2 separate regions of the Mus musculus genome follow, and region 1 is linked to region 2. Evidence: chromatin contacts called from public HiChIP or PLAC-seq data. All regions are on one chromosome and are shown on one strand. The core of a region is the stretch at or near the end of the contact, and the rest is flanking DNA. Distances in the headings are between cores, read along the strand shown.

Region 1 (3,935 bases), core at 515-3,014, 180 kb before region 2:
GATTTTACTTTTGGTTTGGTTTGGTTTTGTTTTTTTGAAACAGGGTTTCTTTGTGAAAGTAGCCCTGGCTGTCCTAGAACTAGCTCTGTAGACCAAGCTGGCCTCGAACTCATAGAGATCTGCCTGCCTCTGCCTCCCCAGTGCTGGAACTAAAGGTGTGCGCCACCACCGCCTGGGGATTACTTTTTTTAAAAAAAAATGTGCATTGGTGTTTGCCTGCATATATTTCTGTATTAGAGTGTCAGATCCCCTGAAACTAGAGTTACAGACAGCTGTGAGCTGCCATGTATGTGCTGGGAATCGATCCCGAGTCCTTTGGAAGGCCAGTATTCTTAACCATCTCTCTATCCCTGATTATTTTACTTTTAATTAAGAGCTCATTACAGAGCTAGGTAAAGAGCCTAGCTGGTAAAGAGCTTGCCGCACAAGCCTGAGGACCCAAGTTCGATCCCCAGGACCCGCAGCTGGGCTGTGGTGGTGTGCACTCTAATGGCAACACTGGGATGCAGAGGCAGGCAGATGCTTAGAGCTTTCTAGCCAACTGCCCTGGCTTAAACAGAGAGCCCAGGTCTCAGTGAGAGACGCTGTCTCAAAGTCAAGGTAAAGAACAACAGGAGAGGTTGACTGCAGCCTCTGCATGAACGCACATGCACGCTCACCCCCCACCTGCCTGCACATCCCACCCCCAACACACACCAAGGGTCCATTATACCAGAGATGAGGAATGCATACTCCATTGTTCTTGAGGCCGGCTTTCCTGGCCAGGCCCACGGCTGTTTTAGGATTATATGCAGAGCAAAGCACAAGAATATCACACAAACAGGGACATCTGATGTGAGGATGCGTACACGGACGAGCGAGTGGCTCGAGGATGGGTGTGTTGGGCTAGCATGCCTTGAGAAAGGCTGGAAGCCTGGTGGCTAGAAATGTTTGGTCGGAAATGTGTCCCTGTACATTCTCATACTTACAGACTTTGAGAATGCGATGCAGGTGACAGCCCGGTCAAAAAAGCCTATTCCAATGACATGCAGAGTGTTCAGTGTCACAGAGTCCCAGATGCGCACATGTGGTGGCAGTTGCTGTTTGAAAAGAACACAGCCATCATTTGTGACTGTTGGGTAATTACTTCTCTTTACCTTGGAACCATAAAATTATTTTGACAGTGACTTCGGTTTTGCCAAACAAAGTCTTTTTTCTGTATCTGAGGACTCAACTCAATGAAAACATTCGCAGTGACCTAAGGAAACTCTAGGCCCGTGAACCATGGAGATGTCGGGAGAAGGCTCTCAAGTTTTAAACTTTGACTATCCACTCTCCAACACCCATACCAGAGGAACAGACACGCCTTTTGTATATTTGCATTTCTCTAAATTTTAGAAACGACATTTCACCAAATAGCACCACAGTGCAGTCAACAGATCCATCATCGCGAAAGGGTTTGGATTTGTGCCGGCTGGCAGGCAAGTGATAGGCAAACCTTGCTCTTGTTTAGCCTTGTCCCCAAATAGCCAGTTGCCAGGCACCAGACACCAGCATGTGGTCTCTCTAGGTTTCTTCACAGGTCAAAAAGTCTACTCAGACAGCTGTAAATCTCTCTCTAGTTCTATAGTAAGGATTCAATCAGGATGCCAAAAATGGAAATACACTTTCGTGCCACTAGAGGGCGGAAGAAACAGTTTCTAATTTCAAAGAGTTCTTCCAGGGTTTCCTTCTTTTTAAAACATGAACAACTGCTCCTTATGTGAGTTTACATAACAGCAGCCTGGCTTCTGTTATCGATCTTTGCAAGTGTGGAACACTCATAGAGAACAGCATGAAACCAACAGCTAAAATTTGGTATCATGAAAACATCTGTTCAGATAAGAGAGCAGTTTCTAGGCAGATACACATTGATAAAAAAAAATGGAGGTTCCTGTCCTGATTAGCTTCACACCGGGACAAAGCTGTACAAACAGGGACTTAAGAGGCTGTGAGAGTTTTGATAAAACATGACAGTCACTCGTGGATGCCAGCTTGGACGTCTCCTATTTGTCAGGTTCCTCACCTCCTTCCTTCCAAGCCAGACTGAAGCCTTGTTAAAGCGTCTGCAGTCTGTCTGCCTGAAGCTCCCAGGAGCCTCTGTGATCAGCACAAGGCATAAAGTCCACCCACTGAAGAAATGACTGGCAGGCACCCACAGTCAAGGACATCCCATAACATATGGTTACTTGGTGATTTTAACTCTGCTGCTTAGATTGGTATATTTTCGTGTTGATCATGTATGGAGATAAGGATTTCAGGAACTGATCGATTCTTTGATAAGACAATGCGATTTTAATGTGTTGTGGCTGCTGTATGTTATTTTTAAAGACAGTGTCCTGTTACAGAGCCCACAGACCTGCCTGTCTCTGCCTCCTGAACTCTGGCGTTAAAGATGTGTGCCATCCCAACCAGCAGCAATGCTATTTTAAAACTGGCTGAAGTTATGAGGAAGCTCAGGGTGGGGCTTAGGTCACGATGGAACATTCAGTTTGCAGTGAGAGCCCCTGGTGAGGACCCAATGGTTCTCAAATGCTGTGACTACAACGACCAGGCAGACTCATCATCAGCAATGTCGCCAGGAGGTTGTCGCCAGGTCTTTATCAAAGTCAGAAAGACAAGGAGGAAACCTCACCTTTCCATCCTTAGATGTGCCCGCCACTTGTCCCGTTGCTATGGTGATCCTGTCAGGATGGACCGCTAGGCTAAAATAAGGATAATTATCAGACAACCCCACACAAAGGTGCACTTTACTTCTACAATCTTCCAAAAGTTTAAACATAAGAAATCCACACTGCCTAGCTTCTAACAGACTCACCCCAACTACCTTAGCCAGCAAATGCTATTTCATTCATCAGAATGCCCGATTTCCTTTCGGGAACTTCCAACCTTAAGGAAAGGCATCCTTTGTTGGGAAAATAGCATTTCCTTCTCAGAACCACTGACTTAGTCGCCACCCTTTTCTACAAGTCATTTTTGGGTGTGTTAATTAGGAAAGACGTCTCATGTCAGTAGGACCACAAACCCATCTACCCACTGCAAGGTCTTCCCTAAGCTATACTATGATCCATAGGCATGCCAGACTCAGACCTATGTACACAGCAAAGCACGTTTTCATTTTTCGAGGCAGGGTTTCTCTGTATAGCCCTGGCTGTCCTGGAACTCACTCTGTAGACCAGTCTGGCCTCGAACTCAGAAATCTGCTTGCCTCTGCCTCCCGAGTGCTGGGATTAAAGGTGTGTGCCACCACGCCCGGCCTAAACTTTTTTTCTTAAACTTTATAAATTTTTCTTTTTCTTTTTTTAAATTACTGCGCCCCGGCCCGGCCCCGCCCACCACCCAGGCCCCGCCCACCACTGCCATTGCACACAAAGCACGTTTTTCTAAACTTAGAGACCCAATTTGAAGTCTTTAACATTCAGGATGTTAAGAAAGCTTCCTGAAGCTTTTTCCCTCAGATAATCTGGTCACATAGAAGCACAGAGAGCAGAATTAGGGAGCCCAAAGACAACACGGCGAATAGAAAGAAGAGCTTTGCACCTTCAGAGCCCTGCACCACCCCACCCCTGGCTTGTGCCCTGATGCTGAATTCTTTTGGCTAAGGCTAGTTCACCTATGTCCTGCCGACCTGTCTGTGGGGACTCACCACTTGACGTCATCGTTGTGGCCCGCGTAATGCCTCTGCAGCTGCTCCTCCACATTGTAAAGCACCACGACAGACGCAATGAAGTACACGGTCTCCCCGGTCGGGAGCAAGTACAAGTTATTGCGACAGTCTCGCCCCCGGTACCCGTAGCTTAGTGTATGTCAAGATGAAAATCCTTTGCTTTTAAGAGCTGGAGAACTACCGCTTCATTCAACAGGCCCAAAGATGCTGTGAAATGGTGCTATCAGTTTAACCAATTTAGACAACGCTG
Region 2 (3,849 bases), core at 1,149-3,648:
CCTGAGGAAAGATAAGGATGGGGGAAGCACTGAGAAATGGATCTCAGTTCTCCAAAGCCCTGGACATCGATGTACAGCCACTGTGGGGATGGAGAGAGGGATGGTGACGTTGGGAGTGTTGGGGGCAGGATGACATGATCTAACAGCAGAGGTATCTGGCATGCAGCCAGTTCTGCATAAAGGCTAGTTCTCCTCCACGAAGTGGGTGAGAGGTCCAATGCCCAGCTGGAATAGTTCTCCGTGTGCTAACATTTTTTAGTGGGGCTTAAAAAAGGGCTCACGTTTCTCCTTTTTGCCCGCTTCTTCCCATGACACCTCAGTGACAGTCCCTCCACATGGCGCACCTCCCTGTCTAACACAGGTGCCAACTTGGATGTCACCAAGTCACTACTAATCTCTCACTTCATGGAATGCACATCTATGATGCTACCTTGATCTTTGTGTGTATGTAAATCCTGTTGGTTACCTCCATTTACCCATAAGGCTCAGAGGAGTTAAGTGACTGACTGTTGTCCGGTCACACAGCGAGGACTAGGACCCACCCCCGTCTAGTTTAATGTGTATAAGAGGTGGGCACAGGCGCCTTGGGAACTGAAGATTGAAAGGAGTTTCCCAGCCAGTCCTGGCACACCAAGTGCACCTGCCCAGTGCACCGTCCTCCACACCCAAACCTCCCCCTCCTATCAAGAGCCAGGATAGACGGTGTAGACACGCTGTGCCCCTCCAGGAACTGCACTGCAGAGATGCAGACAGCACAGGCTCCCCAGCTGCTCCACCTTGGGGCTGCATAGATTTGCAGAAAATGATATTTCCCCTTTTTTTGTGTCATTTTCTTAACAGTTCAGTAATTTTTTTTAAATTTGAAAATGATGTTTTCCCTTTTTTGTCATTTTCTTAACAGTTCAAGTAATTTAAAAAAATTTTTTTTTCCCAGAGAACAATCGGCTCCAAAGTTGCAGAGCAACCAGGGAGAGCCTGTGCAACAGCGCTCAATTCTCGGCTGTGATGACCAGGAGCCTGAGCCTTACCAGTCGCCCTGCCTGGAACACCATGCAGGCCTGTTCAGTTTGGAACTCAGTGCAGGAATGACTTTTTCCTGCAAAGCTTGGACCAGGAGCCTCACCCAGAGCCCTGGCCACACTGCCTGACATGGGCTATACCCTGTCTTGCCTGCCTGGTGACTCGGTTGCTTCCCTAGCCCCACCCCCATCTGATGTAAAGTACAGCTATCCAGAGCTCGCTCCAGGGACAAGGCACAAAGCCACCAGTGAGGCCCTTCACATACAAGGAACTCTCTTACTATAGAGGACAGAAGTCGCAGGCCCCACCCTCTTTACTCCACCCACTCGCCTTGCACCCCAGCCTCCAGGTGTGTGTGTGTGGGGGGGGGGGTGATAAGAGAAAGGAAGGAAGGGTTGTGAATAGTCAAATTGTTGACACAGCTCTAGTGGGTAGTCTTGGTGGCCCCACGGGCTACTTAGCCCATGAGGCTGAGAAATCTGAGGATTCCCCTGGGAGGGGACAGAAATGGTCGAGGGTCAAAGTAGAGCCCCATCCCCACCGACAGTGGGGGCTGAAGGGAGCTTCTGGCCCAGGAATAGGTGAAGTTCAGCCTTCAGGGATGGAGGGGACTTAGTAGCCTCCCCAGGCTGCCTGCAGGACTCAGAAAATAGTTTCAGAGGTCCTCCAGGCCCTCTAGTCTGCCTTCCATCATGGGTGCTTGGTTTCTTTCGGCAGCCTGGTCCCTGGTGGGCAGCGAATGACCACAGGCCCCCTCCCCGGCCCTTTGAGATCCTTCTTTGTGGCTCTCAGACTGCCCATTTGTTTCTGCGGTGCATCGGACTACTGGGTCAGCTGCCCACGTTCTAGCCATGTTTCTCAGGCCATCATCCTGCTGTTCTGCTGCCTGTCACTCGGCGCTGACAGAGAAACGCTGGTCCCTTCCCTCGGTCTGACATTGTAAAGGCATCCAGCTTCCCTTACCCAGTGCAGTTCCGATACAGTGGCTGCTCTCCGAAGTGCTGACAGATACGAGATCTCATCTAACGCGCGCGCGCGCGCGCACACACACACACACACACACACACACACACACACACACACACACGAGGTCACGTGCACCCTCCATCCTGGCTCGTGCATACTGCACGGCGTGCCCGCAAACCCAAGGGGCCACTCCCAGAGTAGCACCGCCAGGTAGGAGAGGTCAGGCTACAGGTTCGGGTCTTGGTGGCTGCACTCGACGCCAGCGTCCTCGTCGTGCTTGCAATTGTGCGTGCCCACGCCAGCGTGCGCGCACTCCAGCAGGTTGCGTTCGCTGCCCGCGCAGCGCACGTCGTCCAGCAAGATCCGGAGCGCGCGGCCCTCGCCAAACTCCGCGCGCTTGGCGGCTCGCACCGCGTGCGCAAAACCCAGCTGACGACACACCACGGCGGCTGCCTTGGTGTCCCAGGCGTCGTCGCACACCGTGCCCCAGCGTCCGCCTATGAACACTTCCACGCGACCGCGGCCGGGGCTCAGGCCTGCGGGCCGTACCAGACGCACCGATCCGTTCTCGGGTTCGGGGACCGCGGTACTCGGACGTCCCCGCCGTCGCCCGCCTCCCTTCCGGGCCCCTGGTCGCCGGGTGGGCCTTGCGGGCTTTGTGGGTCGCGGGGTGGGGGCAGGAGGAGCAGCCGTGGGGCGCCTACGGCGGGGCGCCTTAGTGGGAGCGCGGGCTGTGGGGCGCGGAGTGCTCTCTGGCGTCCGGATGAACTCTACAAAGAGGGGAAAAGCCTGGGGTCAGAGGGAACTGGCTGTCCCAGCCAGGCATAGCCCCCAGCCTGTGCCAGCAAAACAGATCCTAAGGAAAGAGGCCTGGTCTGGCTCCAACCAGACCCTAAGATTAGGGTGCATCTTAGGGAGCCAGCTGTGTTTGACCGGTTTCCCTGACCCCTAAGGATTTTAGCCTAAAGCAATGTCGGGCACTTCTTCAGTCACTCAGGGAGCCCTGGTTAACAGTCAGGCACTGTGCTGGTCTGCCCACTGCCTGGACCTTATCGAAGGATCGATCAAACAAGATGCATTGTACTTAAAGTTCACTGACACTGAGTGGGTCTCTCACAAGTGTCAGACATGGTGCTAGGTATAGGGGCTGTGGAAACATTCTAGGTCCCTCTGCGCCCCAGTCTGACCTGAGGGCGCAGGAGCCCCCTTTCCCACTGAAGAATACTTACTTTCCTTGGGCACAAAGGGGATGAGATGACTCCTCACCTTCACCTGAGCAGGGCGGATCTTACACTTCCCTGGAGGCGCCCGTCTACCAAAGACACACAGGTGATCAGGCCTGGGGTCTAGCTTTGAGATCCTCATCTTTCATCCCATGACACACACACACACACACACACACACACACACACACACACACACATCCCAACACCTTCCCCTTGTAGTGAGACAAGAGGGTAGGGGCCAGATAGGTGTGACCAGGGATGACTATAACTAATGTCCAGCTACTAACGTTTCACTCTGTAGCCCCCCCCCCACTATGTTGCCCACCCTATTCCTGTAATGCCCCATTCCTGTCCACCCCTTCCACCTCAGGACTTGAGAAGAGTCTCTTTCCCTGCCTCTAGTTTCTGGGTTTCTGGAGAAATGCAGAAAGTTAAGGCAAGATAAAAGACATAGTGGGCAAAAGGGGTGAATTGTGAGAAGCTATCCCCAGCAGGCCCAGCACAGTCGTGGGGCCTGTCGTTCAGAGAAAAGAGTCTGAGAAAGGTTGCCAGGGTGTGAACAGCCTCCCTCCCCATCCTGCAGAAACACAAGGGCCAGAACTCCATTTTAATTGGTTTTTGGCTGTTGATCTGTTTT

What was found. HiChIP or PLAC-seq counts read pairs in DNA pulled down with a chosen protein or histone mark.
Region 1: a contact with region 2 is called in an H3K4me3 HiChIP or PLAC-seq map of forebrain, with 6 times the contacts expected there. The contact joins two enhancer-like sites. A contact is called at or near these places in 17 of 39 promoter capture datasets (the 3T3-L1 cell line, HPC-7-derived erythroid cells, cranial neural crest and 10 more), 3 of 15 datasets of contacts at CTCF or cohesin (the NIH/3T3 cell line, embryonic stem cells and large pre-B cells), 7 of 484 Hi-C or Micro-C datasets (bone marrow-derived dendritic cells, cerebral cortex, embryonic fibroblasts and 4 more), 18 of 115 datasets of contacts at active chromatin or transcription factors (craniofacial prominence, embryonic basal ganglia, embryonic forebrain and 9 more) and 3 of 9 other capture datasets (adipose tissue, liver and pancreatic islet).

What each region holds. Positions count from the first base shown.
Region 1 is chr12:108,508,965-108,512,899 of GRCm38.p6, reverse strand. Eml1 (echinoderm microtubule associated protein like 1) reads right to left here. Exons shown (of 22, transcript NM_001043335.1): 7 at 3,665-3,814; 8 at 2,654-2,723; 9 at 969-1,079. Among named protein-coding and RNA genes, the nearest start is that of Evl, 44 kb to the left of the region's middle. Within about 2 kb of position 1,764, at least 14 of the 459 cell types and tissues checked have an H3K27ac peak or open chromatin away from gene starts, as enhancers often do. A contact at or near this core is called in cerebral cortex and forebrain, where this site is marked.
Region 2 is chr12:108,326,575-108,330,423 of GRCm38.p6, reverse strand. Hhipl1 (hedgehog interacting protein-like 1) reads right to left here. Exons shown (of 9, transcript NM_001044380.1): 8 at 3,216-3,298; 9 at 2,124-2,756. The coding sequence ends at 2,212. Among named protein-coding and RNA genes, the nearest start is that of Cyp46a1, 5.8 kb to the left of the region's middle. Within about 2 kb of position 2,398, at least 58 of the 459 cell types and tissues checked have an H3K27ac peak or open chromatin away from gene starts, as enhancers often do. A contact at or near this core is called in cerebral cortex and forebrain, where this site is marked.